Regions from separate parts of the Mus musculus genome. Here region 2 is linked to region 1. Evidence: chromatin contacts called from public Hi-C data. All regions are on one chromosome and are shown on one strand. Each heading gives the region's core, a stretch centred on a gene start, on an enhancer-like site or on the middle of the called end of the contact. The rest is flanking DNA. Distances are from core to core; before and after follow the strand shown.

Evidence for each region. Hi-C and Micro-C count contacts between places; a contact is called where the count stands out from the background.
Region 2: a Hi-C map of embryonic stem cells shows a contact between it and region 1, with 1.7 times the contacts expected there. The contact joins the enhancer-like site here to the promoter of Sycp3 in region 1. A contact is called at or near these places in 3 of 39 promoter capture datasets (cranial neural crest, hippocampal neurons and liver), 1 of 484 Hi-C or Micro-C datasets (embryonic stem cells), 1 of 115 datasets of contacts at active chromatin or transcription factors (embryonic stem cells) and 2 of 9 other capture datasets (liver and pancreatic islet).

The regions. Positions count from the first base shown.
Region 1 is chr10:88,454,842-88,461,914 of GRCm38.p6, reverse strand. Sycp3 (synaptonemal complex protein 3) reads right to left here and starts at 2,328. Exons shown (of 9, transcript NM_011517.2): 1 at 2,203-2,328. The coding sequence starts at 2,249.
Region 2 is chr10:88,624,002-88,631,195 of GRCm38.p6, reverse strand. No RefSeq gene overlaps it. Among named protein-coding and RNA genes, the nearest start is that of Mybpc1, 22 kb to the right of the region's middle. Within about 2 kb of position 4,020, at least 13 of the 459 cell types and tissues checked have an H3K27ac peak or open chromatin away from gene starts, as enhancers often do. A contact at or near this core is called in embryonic stem cells, where this site is marked.

The DNA.
Region 1 (7,073 bases), core at 1,079-3,578:
TTGGGTTTCATCCTCAGCACTGCATAAATGCATAAAACACACAATGGTTATATAAAGAGTGGGCAACTGGGCTATAGCCCCAAGACTGTCTTAAGGGAAAAAGAAAAAACAAAACAAAGCACAAGTGGCACACACCAAGCATTCCAGTACTTAAGAGGTTGATACAGGATTACATAGACCAAGCCTGACCTTCAAAACAAAAAACTAGACCTTAGGAAAGTTATGCACCTATAAAAATTTCCATAGTATTAAATGAAAAGGGTCTTGCAGAAAAGGCACACTGGACACCCATAGGTCCTGCCCCCCACATCTCTCAGTACCCTCAGTCATAAGTGCCTTAGCTCCTAGCCCCTCAAATCCACCAGCTCCCCAACCCGTATGCTCTCATGTTTCCAGTCCTATCCCCACAATGCCTCATTCTTTCAGCCCCTATTCTCTCACCACTCAGTCCCCCAACCCACTAGCCCTCTCTAGTCCTTCATTCCTCCCAGGCCCTCATTTCAGAGATGTGCAGTCTCCCTTGCCCCAATCATTCACCCTTATAGCACATCATTATCTCTATTCCTTATGCCACCACCCAAACGTCTAGCCCTTCAGTTTCTAGTACCTGTCTCCTAACCTCTAAAGGCCATCATTTCCTCAGGCCCCAAGAACTTTATTCCATCAACCCTATAAAGTCCCCATCCCAAATTACCCCTAGATTAATTCCCTCACCCACTACCCCTAATTGCCACAGCCCCAACCCTTAATTCCCTCATCCCCAAACATTAAGTCTGTCATTCCCAACTCAATTTTAATGTTCTCAAACCTGATCCTTAATCTCCTTACTCATAATCCCTAATATTCACTCTCATTCTCTCTCTCTCTCTCTGTCTCTCTCTCTTTTGGTTTTTCGAGACAGGATTTCTCTGTATAGCCCTGGCTATCCTGGAACTCACTTTGTAGACCAGGCTGTAGATCCTAAACCAGAGAGAGTCCCATATCCAAACACTTAATTTTCTCAGTCTGACCCCTAAATTGCTATACTTCCTATTTTTAAGTTTCTTCATCCTAACCCCAAATTCCCTGATTCCTTACCTCCTAGTTGACCTATGCCACCTCCTCCTAATCCCCTTGGACAAAGGCCCTAATTCCCTAAACCCCATCTCTAAATTCTCTCAGGCCCACCCCCATTTCCCTAGGCCACAACCCTAATTTGCCAGATCCTACCCCCATTTCCCTAGGCCACCCCCCACCCCGTAGACCACACCCCCTAGTTTGCCAGGCCACACCCCCAGTCCCCTAGGTCCCGCCCCTAATTCGATAGGCCCGGCCCTTAACTCCCAGCTGCCAGCCTCCATTTCCCTTGGCGCGGACCCCAGTTCCTAAAGTCTTGCCTCTAACTTTCCTTAGCCCCTGGCTCCTAGGCCTGGACCCCTAATTCCCTACCGCAGCTTCCTAATCCCTTAGGTCCCAACCGCTAATTCCCTCGTCCCTGACCCTGAGCCCTTAGCCATGACCCCTAGCTCCCCAGGGGCCGCCTTCTGACTTCCTTAGCTCCTGACCCCTAATTCCTTAATTCCCGCAGCTCCCAAACCCCGATTTCCTAGGCCCGCCTCCTAATCCCCTAGGCTGCCATCTCTTCCTTCCCAAGCTTCGGCCTCCAGGTCCCCTTGACCCCTGACCCCTACTTCCCCATTGACCTCCGTTGGCCGTGACCTTTAATTCCCTCAGCCTGACCCTTCTTCCCTAGGTCCGGACCCCTACTTCCCTCAGCCCTGACCCCTAACTCCCCAGCCCTGCTTCCCGACTGCTTTAGCCCTTGACTCCTAGTTCCCTCGGCCCTGCCTCCTAATTGCCCGAGCCCACGACTCCAACTCCCTCAGCCACGACCAACTCCGTCAGCCTGACCCCAGTTCCTTCAGCCCAAACCCCAACTTCCTGCGCCGGACCCCCAACGTCCTGTGCCGGACCCTCGACTGCCTAGGCCCGAACCCCAACTCCCTAAACCCTAGGCCCGACCCCAACTTCCTGCCTGGATGCCCAACTCCCTCGGCCTGACCTCCGCTCCCCTCAGTCCCCGCCTGTCCCCCACCGGCCATGGTTGGCGACTGGCCTGCCTTGGTTGTGGCGCCTTCCCCCCTGGCCGGGACTCCTCCTCTTCCCGAGGCCCAGGCCCACGAAGGCCAAGCCGACCCGGCTTTCACTCCCCCATCTCCTTACCTCAGCGGCTCCGGTGAGCTGTCGCTGTCCCCACACCCTCGAAGCATCTGAGGAAACCTGGCCCTTGGGCAGGAGTAAATACAGTCCGGCCCCGACCAAGCTCTCTGCTGATTGGCTGAACGCCATGGGTACACACACGCTTACGTATAGCCCCGCCTCCTAGCACGTGCTCCATGCCCGTTCTCACGTGGGAGCCAACGGCAGGGACACGATGGGCGGGGCACTTCCATGATGGACACCTCACCTCTACCCTGAGAAGCAGCACTTTCCCGCTGTTCCTTCCTTCGCTTTAGGAAGTCTTATCCACAGCACACCCGACTCTCCCATCCCACCTGACCTGGCCATCTTTGCTCATGGATCCTCATTCACACCTATATGGAAACTATAAATTATCCATCTTCCCGTTTCCTGATGTCTTTGTTTGATTCTTTGTTGTTTTCTGATACGGAGTCTCAACTCTAACCCAGGCCGACTTCAAGCCCCATGGTAATCTTGCCATAGCTTCCTAAATGCTGGGATTATAGGAGTAAACCATAGCCGATTTACATTTTCTGAGTTTCGATAACACATATAGTCTTTAATATAGCAATACATCATAGTTTTCTTTATGCCTGAGCATTGCAATAACGAAAAAATTCAACATTTAATATAATATTCTGCAACTCACTTTTTATTCATTATTGCTATAAGAACCGCTGTTATTATAGATAGCCAGGACTAACATGCAAACAGGATTTATGGTACAGCAGTCACTAGAACAGAGTTTATAAGGTTTTTTATGCTAGCTTTTGATTTCTGAGTTTTTTCTGTGTTCATTTTCATATAAAAAATCATCATTACCTTGAGTGCTAAAAAATCATTCCTCTACAAGTTCCATGAGTCATTAAGTTTTTAAATATATTTTTAAAAATATTTTAATTAAAATATTTAAAAATATTTTAATATTTAAAATTTTAAGAAAAAATATTACCTTTTCTATAGAAACTGATGTCTCATAATTTATTAAGAAGTGTGTGCTCAGGGCCGGGCCTTGGTTGGCACACACTTTTAATCCCGGGAGTTCAAAGCCAGCCTGGTCTACAAAGTGAGTTCCAGGACAGCCAAGGTTACACAGAGAAACCCTGTCACGGGGAGAAAAAAAAAAGTGTGTGCTCAGAAACGGAGGAGGAGTGAATGGGGGAGGGGGAGGATTGGGAGGAGAGGAGGGAGGAAGAGTAACATATGAGAGAAGGATAAATAAAACATTTTTTTAAAACCGTGTTCCCTCCCTTTAATGACTGTGTCATACATATATCATGTCCCTGTTAGCTTTATGTCAAGAAAAATTTTGCTAGAACAACTGTACATATACAGCTCTCAGGGAAAAGGCTTTTGCCAATGCAAATGAAACAGCTCTGCTCATGCAGGCAGAAGTTTCCTTACTCTGTTTAGGCAGGGGAGGTTGCCCCAGTAGGTGTTACAGCTCTGCTGGGAAAGGTATCCTGGCAGTGGAGATTCAAGAAAAACCACAAAGTCACACTACACAACAGACCTCACACAAGAGATTTACTGGGAGGGAAAAATCCAGGAAGGCGGCTGCTTCTGTTATGGTGAGAAAAAGCAGGGAACTGGGCAGAAGTCAGGGTTATATAAAACTTCTTGGGGTAGGGGGGTCGGGGTGGGGAGGCGGAGCAAGGAGGGAGGAGGGCATTCTTTTCAGTGTGCCCCGGGATTGGAGCATTATCTGGCCTAATCTTGAGGCAAACTCTGGGATTGGTGGGATTTTGTGACCCGCTCTTGAAGCTCAGAGATTCGTAGGATTTCATGCTCAGGGAATTGGTGGGGTTTTGTTGTTGTTTTGTCTTTTTGTTTGTTTTTGTTTATTCTTTGGTCCTGGTCTCAGGCTTGGAGTTAAATTAGGGTCAGGGTGCCTTTTCCTTGGCCCTTTTAGACTCTACATTTACGGGGTGTAGTGTGATAATTTGACAGTTCGTAAGATCAAATCAAAGTATGTTTCCCAAAATTTCTGCGTTTACTCTTCCTGTTGTTCAGCTGGCAGATTTCCCTATGTCCCTCGTGCAAACCACAATTTTCATCGCTCCAACTTTAGGGAACTTTCAATTCGTGGTACAGCAATTCTCACACCTTGTTCCTCGCTAATACACATCCTGGGATGCTTGACTCTTCATTTCCTACATGATTTTCAATAGGGTTTCCTAGGTCCATTCAACAACAACAACAACAACAACAAACAAAAACAAAAAACCAAACTTGTTTGTTTTCTTTGCTGTGGGAAGGGTGACACTGACCTATAGAACTAGACTGAATTAGAGAGAACGGAGGCTCACTAGTCTTATGCATGTGTGTGTGTATGTGTGTGTGTGTGTACATGCCTGCATTTGTGTGCATAGGTATTCTGGCATGTGTGTGCATGTCTGATCGGAAAATCAGTGGTCAGTTTTTGGGTGTCATTCCTCAGGTTACACTTATGAAGTAGCAACAAAATATTTTTATGGTTGTGGGTCACCACAACATGCCGAAGAACTGTATTAATGGGTTGCAGGGTTAGGAAGGTTGAGAACCACTGCAACCTAACCTCTGGCTAAATCTAGGCATCTAGCTGTAGGGACTGCCCACATAGGGTAAAGGAGAAGCAGGAAATCACACGTGTATATGCCCAGGTGTGGGAAGCCATGCGGCTGGAGGCCAGGTGAAACCCACTTGTTTACTGCCTTGCCGAGCATGCGCAGTGAGGCTGCATGCGTGGGCTGCCTGCCGGGCAAGACTGTTCCTCATGATAGGGCCCTGTCAACCTATCTGTGAATGATCTGAGCTCCTGCCTGGAGCATGTGTGAATTCTGATTGGATGAGGTGGGGTCCGACTTGGTGTCTGTGTGGTTCCTGTTGCTGCTGGCTCGGAGGACCAACGACACCCAGGCACCTTTTAAAAAGCTGGAGGCATGTCTTATGGGATTGACTTAGAAATAGAGTTGTTTAGCCTGCCTCTATAACCTCAGGAGTGACACCTGTAAAGACATGTGTTTGTGCCGTTAGAGGGCTGAGCAGAAAAGGTCTGGAGCTAGATGGGTCATGTAGAGTAGATTTTGAGGGGGGGTGTCGACACAGAGTTTCTTTGTATAGCCCTGGCTGTCTTGGAACTCACTTTGTAGATCAGGCTGGCCTCGAACTCAGAAATCTGCCTGCCTCTGCCTTCCGAGTACTAGGATTAAAGGCATGTGCCACCACACCCGGCCAGAACAGACTTTTTTTTTTTTAATATTCCAACATTATATGCGCATTTACTCCTTTGCTGTCCTCTCTCCTCCCTGCCTATGTATGTGTGAATTTCACAGTGCTCAGTACTTGTTGGCAGAATCTTTCTAGATACACTGGAGCGTCCGACACATTTTATAAACAGTAGTAAAGTAGCACTCTATGTAACTAAGTCTTTGTTAAAATTCATATGACACATCGCTTGGAGAGGAATAACCAGACCCTTCCTGAATTGACCATGCTGTGACAGTGTATGGCCAAAAAAAAAAAAAAAAAAATGAATGAATGAATGAATTAGATTTGACACAAAAGGTTCCTTTTGAGCATAGAGTTGTTATGTGACCTCTGGACATTGAGAGTCAAGACATGTCCATACACTGGCAGTGGGGGGGCAGAGGGAGGCTTAGAAGGCCAGACCACCAGTGTGTTGAATCTGAGGTTCTCCTGGGAACCTCTGCCATGGGTGCTAGGCCCTACTTATTTATTTATTTATTGCTTGTTTGTTTTCATTTTAATCAGTGGTTCCTTTTTCTATCTCCAATAAATTATATTTCTTGTTTTCTTTACATCCCGGTCACAGCCTCCTCCCTCCTCTCCTCCCAGTCCCACCCTTGCAAGCCCCTCCTTCCATTAGCCCCTCCTCTTCTCCTCTTGGGTACTATCCCACCCTGGGACATCTAGTCCTGACAGGACTAGACACATCCTCTCCCACTGAGGACCAAGCAGATAGTCCAGTTAGGAGAAGGGGATCCAATGGCAAGGAACAGAGACCAAGACAGCCCATGCTCCACTTGTTAAGGGGCCCACACGAAGGCTAAGCTGCTCATCTGCTGCAAATATGTAGGGGGGAGGACAGGTCCAGCCCCTGCATGCTCCCTGCATGGCCCAGTGTGAGACCTGGTGGGCCCAGGTTAGTTGACTCTGTGGGTCTAGGAGGGCTAGGAGTGCGAATGGAAATCAGTGTGTGTCGGGCATTTCTGGGACTAGCTGGAGGCCTGGGATGGGAGAGGATACAGGGAGTCTATGGGGATGACCCTAGCTGAAATTCCTACCAGAAGAGGATAGAGAGACTGAAGCGATCATCTCCTGTAGCCAGACAGGACTTCCAGAGGAGAGAGGGAGGGAGGGAGGGAGGGAGGGAAGGAGGGAGGGAGGGAGGGAGGGAGGGAGGGAGGGAGGGAGGGAGACATCAAGCCACCCACAAAACCTTCAACTCAAAATTTATCTTGCCCACAAGATGTTCAGGGACAAAGATGGAGCAGAGACTGAGAGACCTGCTAACCTCAAATAAAGAGATCAGATAGAACTGCTCCAATCTGAGACTTCTCCCATGTGAAAGAGCCAACACCTGACACTACCTGACTCCGCTAGTATTTCTTTCTTTCTTTCTTTCTTTCTTTCTTTCTTTCTTTCTTTTTTTTTTTTTTTTTTCGAGACAGGGTTTCTCTGTGTAGCCCTGGCTGTCCTGGAACTCACTGTGTAGACCAGGCTGGCTTCAAACTCAGAAATCCACCTGCCTCTGCCTCCCGAGTGCTGGGATTAAAGGTGTGTACCACCATGCCTGGCTTCCCGCTAGTATTTCTAAGAGGCCTGCTGCCTTTGTTTGTTTGTTTGTTTGT
Region 2 (7,194 bases), core at 2,771-5,270, 170 kb before region 1:
GACTGACAACAAGGGGTGTGGCTAGTCAAAGAGATTGGAGGGGGTGGCAGGGAGTTAGTGCTCAGGGTGAGGAGAGAGAGGATAGGAGTAAGCTAGACAAAAGTGGAAATGGACTGTGGAAGCACTCCATAGAACCCATGGTCGGAGTTGGGCCTGAAGAGCAGAGACAGAAAACAGCTGTTACTGTATATTGGTTGAGTTTCTCCTGTAGAGAATGGGAGGCTCATGGAACTCACAAGAAGGTTACACAACTCACTACCCTCTCTTCCCAAGGTTTTATTGCACGTGCTGGCAGAGAGGAGGTGGCACCCTCTGTAGTGGACTTGTGCAAGAAACTTAAGTGGAAATTATGGCTGTTCACCCATGCTGGGGTGGAGTTTCAGGGATGCAGCTGCCTAAGTCACCCATGTTCTTTTGAGGAACCTCTGAGCCACTCTACTCTAAATGATGTCAGTAAATGTATTGTTCAGTGTGTTAAACCCCAGGTAGGAGTGTTTTCTTCAGCCTGGTGACTGTGCCCAGTGTTGACTTCCCCTCTAGAAAAGGTAGCATATATAGCTGCTTATGAGCGGGGACACAGAGCCCAGAGCCCAGTGAAGATGGTATTTGTGAAGGGGAACACAAAAGATCCATGGGGCAGCTATAACAAGTAATCCCACATGTCCCCAACAGATAACTACATTCTCAAATAATCTAGTGAAGTGCCTGACACATGGGCCATCCATATTCCTTCCTAAGAACTGCTTCTATCTGGAATTTGGCTCATCTTTTCCCAATGATGATCCAATTCTCAGTTTTTTGACACTTCTGAGATGTTAGGGCCCAGAGAGGGCCAGTGCTAAGTACTTGTCTTCTAGGAGTGACGGAATCACCTTCAATGAACAGATGTGTGAATACACATTGTGGGAAAGCTCCCTGGCTGTCAATCCCTGCCACACACAGACACACACACACACAGACAGATAGACACACACATATCACAAGTGCACATACATGCTCACACATGAGGGGGTAGGGGAGACTCACCACGCAATCATTCTCTCTGTTTTTTTTTTTTTTTCAGTTCCAAGATATAGCAAGTCTTTCCTACTGCATGGTCTTTATGATGCTGCTCCCTCCCCTTGCCTGGAACACTGTTCTCCATTCTTACCAGCAACTGTGGCTTTTTAAGGCCACCAACAGATTGGGAAAGGATCTTTACCTATCCTAAATCAGATAGGGGACTAATATCCAACATATATAAAGAACTCAAGAAGGTGGACTTCAGAAAATCAAATAACCCCATTAAAAAATGGGGCTCAGAACTGAACAAAGAATTCTCACCTGAGGAATACCGAATGGCAGAGAAGCACCTGAAAAAATGTTCAACATCCTTAATCATCAGGGAAATGCAAATCAAAACAACCCTGAGATTCCACCTCACACCAGTCAGAATGGCTAAGATCAAAATTTCAGGTGACAGCAGATGCTGGCGTGGATGTGGAGAAAGAGGAACACTCCTCCATTGTTGGTGGGATTGCAGGCTTGTACAACCACTCTGGAAATCAGTCTGGCGGTTCCTCAGAAAATTGGACATAGTACTACCGGAGGATCCAGCAATACCTCTCCTGGGCATATATCCAGAAGATGCCCCAACTGGTAAGAAGGACACATGCTCCACTATGTTCATAGCAGCCTTATTTATAATAGCCAGAAGCTGGAAAGAACCCAGATGCCCCTCAACAGAGGAATGGATACAGAAAATGTGGTACATCTACACAATGGAGTACTACTCAGCTATTAAAAAGAATGAATTTATGAAATTCCTAGCCAAATGGATGGACCTGGAGGGCATCATCCTGAGTGAGGTAACACATTCACAAAGGAACTCACACAATATGTACTCACTGATAAGTGGATATTAGCCCCAAACCTAGGATACCCAAGATATAAGATACAATTTGCTAAACACATGAAACTCAAGAAGAATGAAAACTGAAGTGTGGACACTATGCCCCTCCTTAGAATTGGGAACAAAATACCCATGGAAGGAGTTACAGAGACAAAGTTTGGAGCTGAGATGAAAGGATGGACCATGTAGAGACTGCCATATCCAGGGATCCACCCCATAATCAGCATCCAAATGCTGACACCATTGCATACACTAGCAAGATTTTATTGAAAGGACCCAGATGTAGCTGTCTCTTGTGAGACTATGCCGGGGCCTAGCAAACACAGAAGTGGATGCTCACAGTCAGCTAATGGATGGATCACAGGGCTCCCAATGGAGGAGCTAGAGAAAGTACCCAAGGAGCTAAAGGGATCTGCAACCCTATAGGTGGATCAACATTATGAACTAACCAGTACCCCGGAGCTCTTGACTCTAGCTGCATATGTATCAAAAGATGGCCTAGTCGGCCATCACTGGAAAGAGAGGCCCATTGGGCACGCAAACTTTATATGCCCCAGTACAGGGGAACGCCAGGGCCAAAAAGGGGGAGTGGGTGGGTAGGGGAGTGGGGGTGGGTGGGTATGGGGGACTTTTGGTATAGCATTGGAAATGTAAATGAGCTAAATACCTAATAAAAATGGAAAAAAAAAAGAGTTGGAAGCTTAAAAAAAACGAAAGCTTTACTTTCTCAAGTGCTCAGGGAAGCAGCCAGTTCAGGATCTGAACCTTGCTTGCATCCCAGAAGGAGACTGTACACCATTTTTTAAAGGATGGGAACACAAGCTGGGGTGGAGGAGCGAGAGAGCTGCAGTGTTCTCCAATGATGTTTTGACATTAGGGGTTAAGACAAGGGAGTACTCCTTGGAGACTGGGATGTATCCAGGGCACCTGGCTTCAAGGCCTTTAACTCATTCTCCTAGACATTAGGTGCAGAGCTCAGAGTGATAAGGGGACAAAGGAATGGGTCAGCTGCATGTAGTTAATTAGGGCAGAACAGGCAATTGTTTATATATTTTTAATAACTTATGCACCTTGGTTTAGATAACAGCAATTTCTAAATTTTATTGGTTAAGAGACAATTAAGAAAACATTTGGAGAAGTGGGACAGGTGTTCATTCCTAGGCCTGGGAACATGAACTTGTTTGACCCTGCCAGCAAGATGGAGAAGTTATCCTTGAAATGGCTGGGCTCAGACAACAGTTGCCTCACAACAGAAGCCGTTCTGCTATAAGGAAGTCCCCAGCTCCCCTACAACCTGGGACCTTCAATTTAGCCTTTCCCTATGATTAAATGGAGTCTGAAAAGGAAATGGTAGTACTTAGAATAAGTTTCTCTTGCTTGTCCCCAACCCATAATTCCTGAAAGGCAGTGAAAACTTTCCACCACACCCTAATTCTCCAGGGGTGGGGGATCAATTTCATTTATATGGAGAGAATTCCAATGGAACCCCAACCAACCAAATAATCAGCAAGGATGACTTGAGGTAGTCGAAGTTGTTCTGGCAGCTAGAGACAGGTTCCAGGTCTCAGGGTAATTCAGAACCTGCTGGAGTATCTCATGTCCCTGGGCCTGACAGTAGGCACCCTCTCTCCCCATGCTAAAGTCACATTAGTTGTGTTTTATTAAATGGTGGTGGAAGGGAGCACCTGGGTGGGCCCAAGCCAAAGCGTTCCCTCTTAGGAATCAGCCATAAGATAGACCATACCCTTAGTATAAAAGGGAGTTTATTGGGACCTGGAGAAGGGGGTAGAGAGAGAGGAGAGGAAAAGAGGAAGAGAGAAAGAGAGGAAGAGGCTGGCTGGGGATGCGTGGGTAAGAAAAAGAGTAAGAAAGAGGAGAGAGAAGAGAGGGAGGGAGAGAGAGGGAAGGAGGGAGAGAGAGGGAGGGGAGGGGAGGGGGAGAGGGAGGGAGGAGAGAGAGAGAGAGAGAGAGAGATCTTACTAGTAAGCCAGGCTATGTGGGGGCAGCTGTTGCTAGGTAACTGTGGGGTGTGGCCTAGAGGAAATGCTAACAACATCATTAACTACTGGCTTGCCCCAAGCATCCTAGAGTCTGGCCTAGAACTGTGTGCTTTTCTCCAGCTGAATGATGCCGTAATTATGCTTTGTGAGCATCCGTTCAGTGAAGGTGTTTCCCTGTGGCTGAATGCAACCCAAGGAGACTGATCGGAAAGTCCCTTAACTGAGCCCACAATCCCGCTACCACCTGTACCCCAAACTCTAGGTACCCGACAGGAAATTGAAAAGCTTAAAAATAAATTACTCCGCTTCTCTTGCTTAATTTGGACTTTTTTTTTTTTTTTAAAGACTGGAGAACTGAAATAACAGCTGCCTGGATTTCCTAGTTCTGGAAGCTGGGAGGCCTGAGGCCAAGAAGCAGGAAGGCCTTACGTCTGCAGAGGATGCTTTATTCATAGCCATCTACTGATTCTGTGTGTCTGTCTCCACATGGCAGAGAGCAGAGAAAGCGAAATACTCACCTTCATGATCTACCCCACCACCACCCCGCCCACCCCACCCCCAACCCCCGCCCCCAGGACAGGGCTCTCCCTGACTTTCTCTGAACACCAAGCCTTGTTTCCATGAGAGGACCCTTGTTTCCTCTGAATCCCTCTTAAAGGTCTACTTCCTGCTCTGTGCCTAATGATATAGTGCTAATTATTGCAGGGCTTTTGGGGGTCCCGAGTGAGGTTTAATAATAAAGACGGGGTACACAAGGAGACATTTGTATAGAATTAGGCTGTTGGTCTGTTTGTGCAGCTAGCTTCTAACTTAACCCAGCTTCTCTGCCATTGTGTCCCTCAACGCAGCTCTTATTGCTCTGCCTCCCTGCTCTGGTCCTTCCAGCCTAGCTCCAGCCACCAGCTCTTTGTTATACAAAAAGCCACACTCCCTACTCAACCCTTAGTCTCCAGGGACTAAATGACCTTCCCCAGGGCACCTAGCTTGTCTTTTCTGGGCAGGTGGGAAAGGGACAAACATTTACATATTCAGCTAGCAGCCCAGCAATTAAAGATTGAGAATACAGGGATATACTTTACATGTGTAGGGGTGGGTTATCCCAGAAGAGAATCTTCTCCATCCCTACGTAGGGAAGAAGGGTGGAGTCCCTAAGTACCAATTTCTTCTTCTTCTTCTTCTTCTTCTTCTTCTTCTTCTTCTTCTTCTTCTTCTTCTTCTTCTTCTTCTTCTTCTTCTTCTTCTTCTTCTTCTTTTTTTAAAATTAATTTATTTATTTTATGTACATGAGTACATTGTTATCTTTTGACACACCAGAGGAGGGCAGCAGATCCCATTACAGATGGTTGGGAGCCACCATGTGGTTGCTGGAAATTGAAGTCAGGACCTCTGGAAGAGCAGTCAGTGCTCTTAACCACTGAGCCATCTTTCCAGCCTGTTTTTCTTTTCTTTTCTTTTCTTTTCTTTTCTTTTTTTCTTTTTTCTTTGGAGGGGGGGTATTTTATTTATTTACATTTCAAATATTGTCCCCCTTCCCTTGGTTTCCCCTCCACAAACCCCCATCCCATCTCCCATCCCCTTTGCCTGTATGAGGGTGCTCTTGAAAGAAAATAAAAAAATTGAGATCTGTGATTCATGTAATGTATGTCAAATAGCCCAAAGAGTTGTTTGTGAGCTTTGAAACCTGGGGCTGAGAAAATAGCAGAACAGGCCGGGACATGCCCGGGCAGGCCCATCGTTACCTGTCCTGACTGGCCTGGTACCTCCCTATCTCCCGCCCTTCTGACAGCCTGCTGATGTTTAAATGAACCAATCATGTGAAACCACGCCAATTCCTCCCCCAGCCCCACCCCTTTTCTATAAAAACCCCTAGCTTCCAAGCCTCGTGGTCGAAACCACTGTCTCCTGCGTGAGATAGGCTCTGCCATTAAACTACCTCGTGTTCTTACATCAAGTTGGTCGTCTGTTCGTGATTCTTGGGTGTGCGCCGAATGGAAATTGAGTGGGGGTTTCCCCACTAGGTTCTTTCACTCTCCCTCCCACCCCCACATTCCCACCTCACCGCTCTAGCATCCTCTTACACTGGGGTATCAATCCTCCACAGGACCAAGGGCCTTCCCTTCCATTGATTGCCCGACAAGGCCATCCTCTGCTGCATATGCAGCTGGAGCCATGGATCCCTCCATGTGTACTCTTTGGTTGGTGGTTTAGTCCCTGGGAGCTCTGGGTGGCCAGGTGAGTTGATGCTGCCCTTCCTATGAGGTTGCAATGGGGGTTGTTTAAAAAGGAGCAAAGGTCCAGCCTCCCACCCCAAATTCCCAAACACACATGCCAAGGGCTTTCAAGAGAACCCAAGAGCATCTTTCTGTGCAATAGCTATTAACACCCCTCCTACCCACAGTTCCAGATGATTCTCTGTAATCTAATCCCCCAACGCTTGTTCCTCCTAAACTTCCAGCCACTGGCTGTCCCCAGCTACTGTCTTCCTGGATTGTCTAACTTAAGCAAGAAACCTTTCTCTTTAGGGCTTTGAGAGAAGGAAGAATTCCCTTTGGCACACTGGAAAGGAAAATAAAATTGTAGGTGTTCCCTTGCCACTGTCCCTCCCTCCCTCCACCCCCCCCCCCGATTTTTCTCATCGCAACGATGTTTGGTAACAGTAGGAGAAATCGTGCCAGTCAGATCAAAAGTAAGGGAACACCAAGGGAAGAGTGGAAAGACACGTGAAAGCAGGGACAGGGACAGGGACGGCAGGTGGGTCTGTCAGAGCAGAGAGCAGGAGGGGATTACACAACAGTCTCGCTGTAACTTAAAATACCATCTCCTGGCGGGTGTACTGCCGGAGGCTCCTGGTGTGGGAGAATTTGTACAACTGTTCAGTGGTGTCCCCAGGAGCATGAAAAGATGGAACACTGCAGAAAGTTAAGTGTCACTAGAGACAGTGGGTTATTGAGGAAAATCACACCAGGAATCAGCACAGCACCTGATCTTGCCAAAACGAATACGATTATTATTGGGAAAGGAAAGTAAGACCTGAGGCCCCGTGTGCAAACTCGCTTGTGTGTGCTCCAGCATTCAGGATTCATACAGCCAGACAGTCTGAAGTCATATCTACACAGCCTACTAACAAACAAAATACAGAAGCCTTTATTCCCAAGTTTCTGTATCTGTAAAATAGGACTGATAATAATTTTTACACACAGGGCTATTATATTATATAATTTATTATATAAATTGTACCAGTAGTAAAAAAAAAACCCCACTCATTATTACAGTAGCCCTGAGATAGAGCCAAGAATGGTCTTT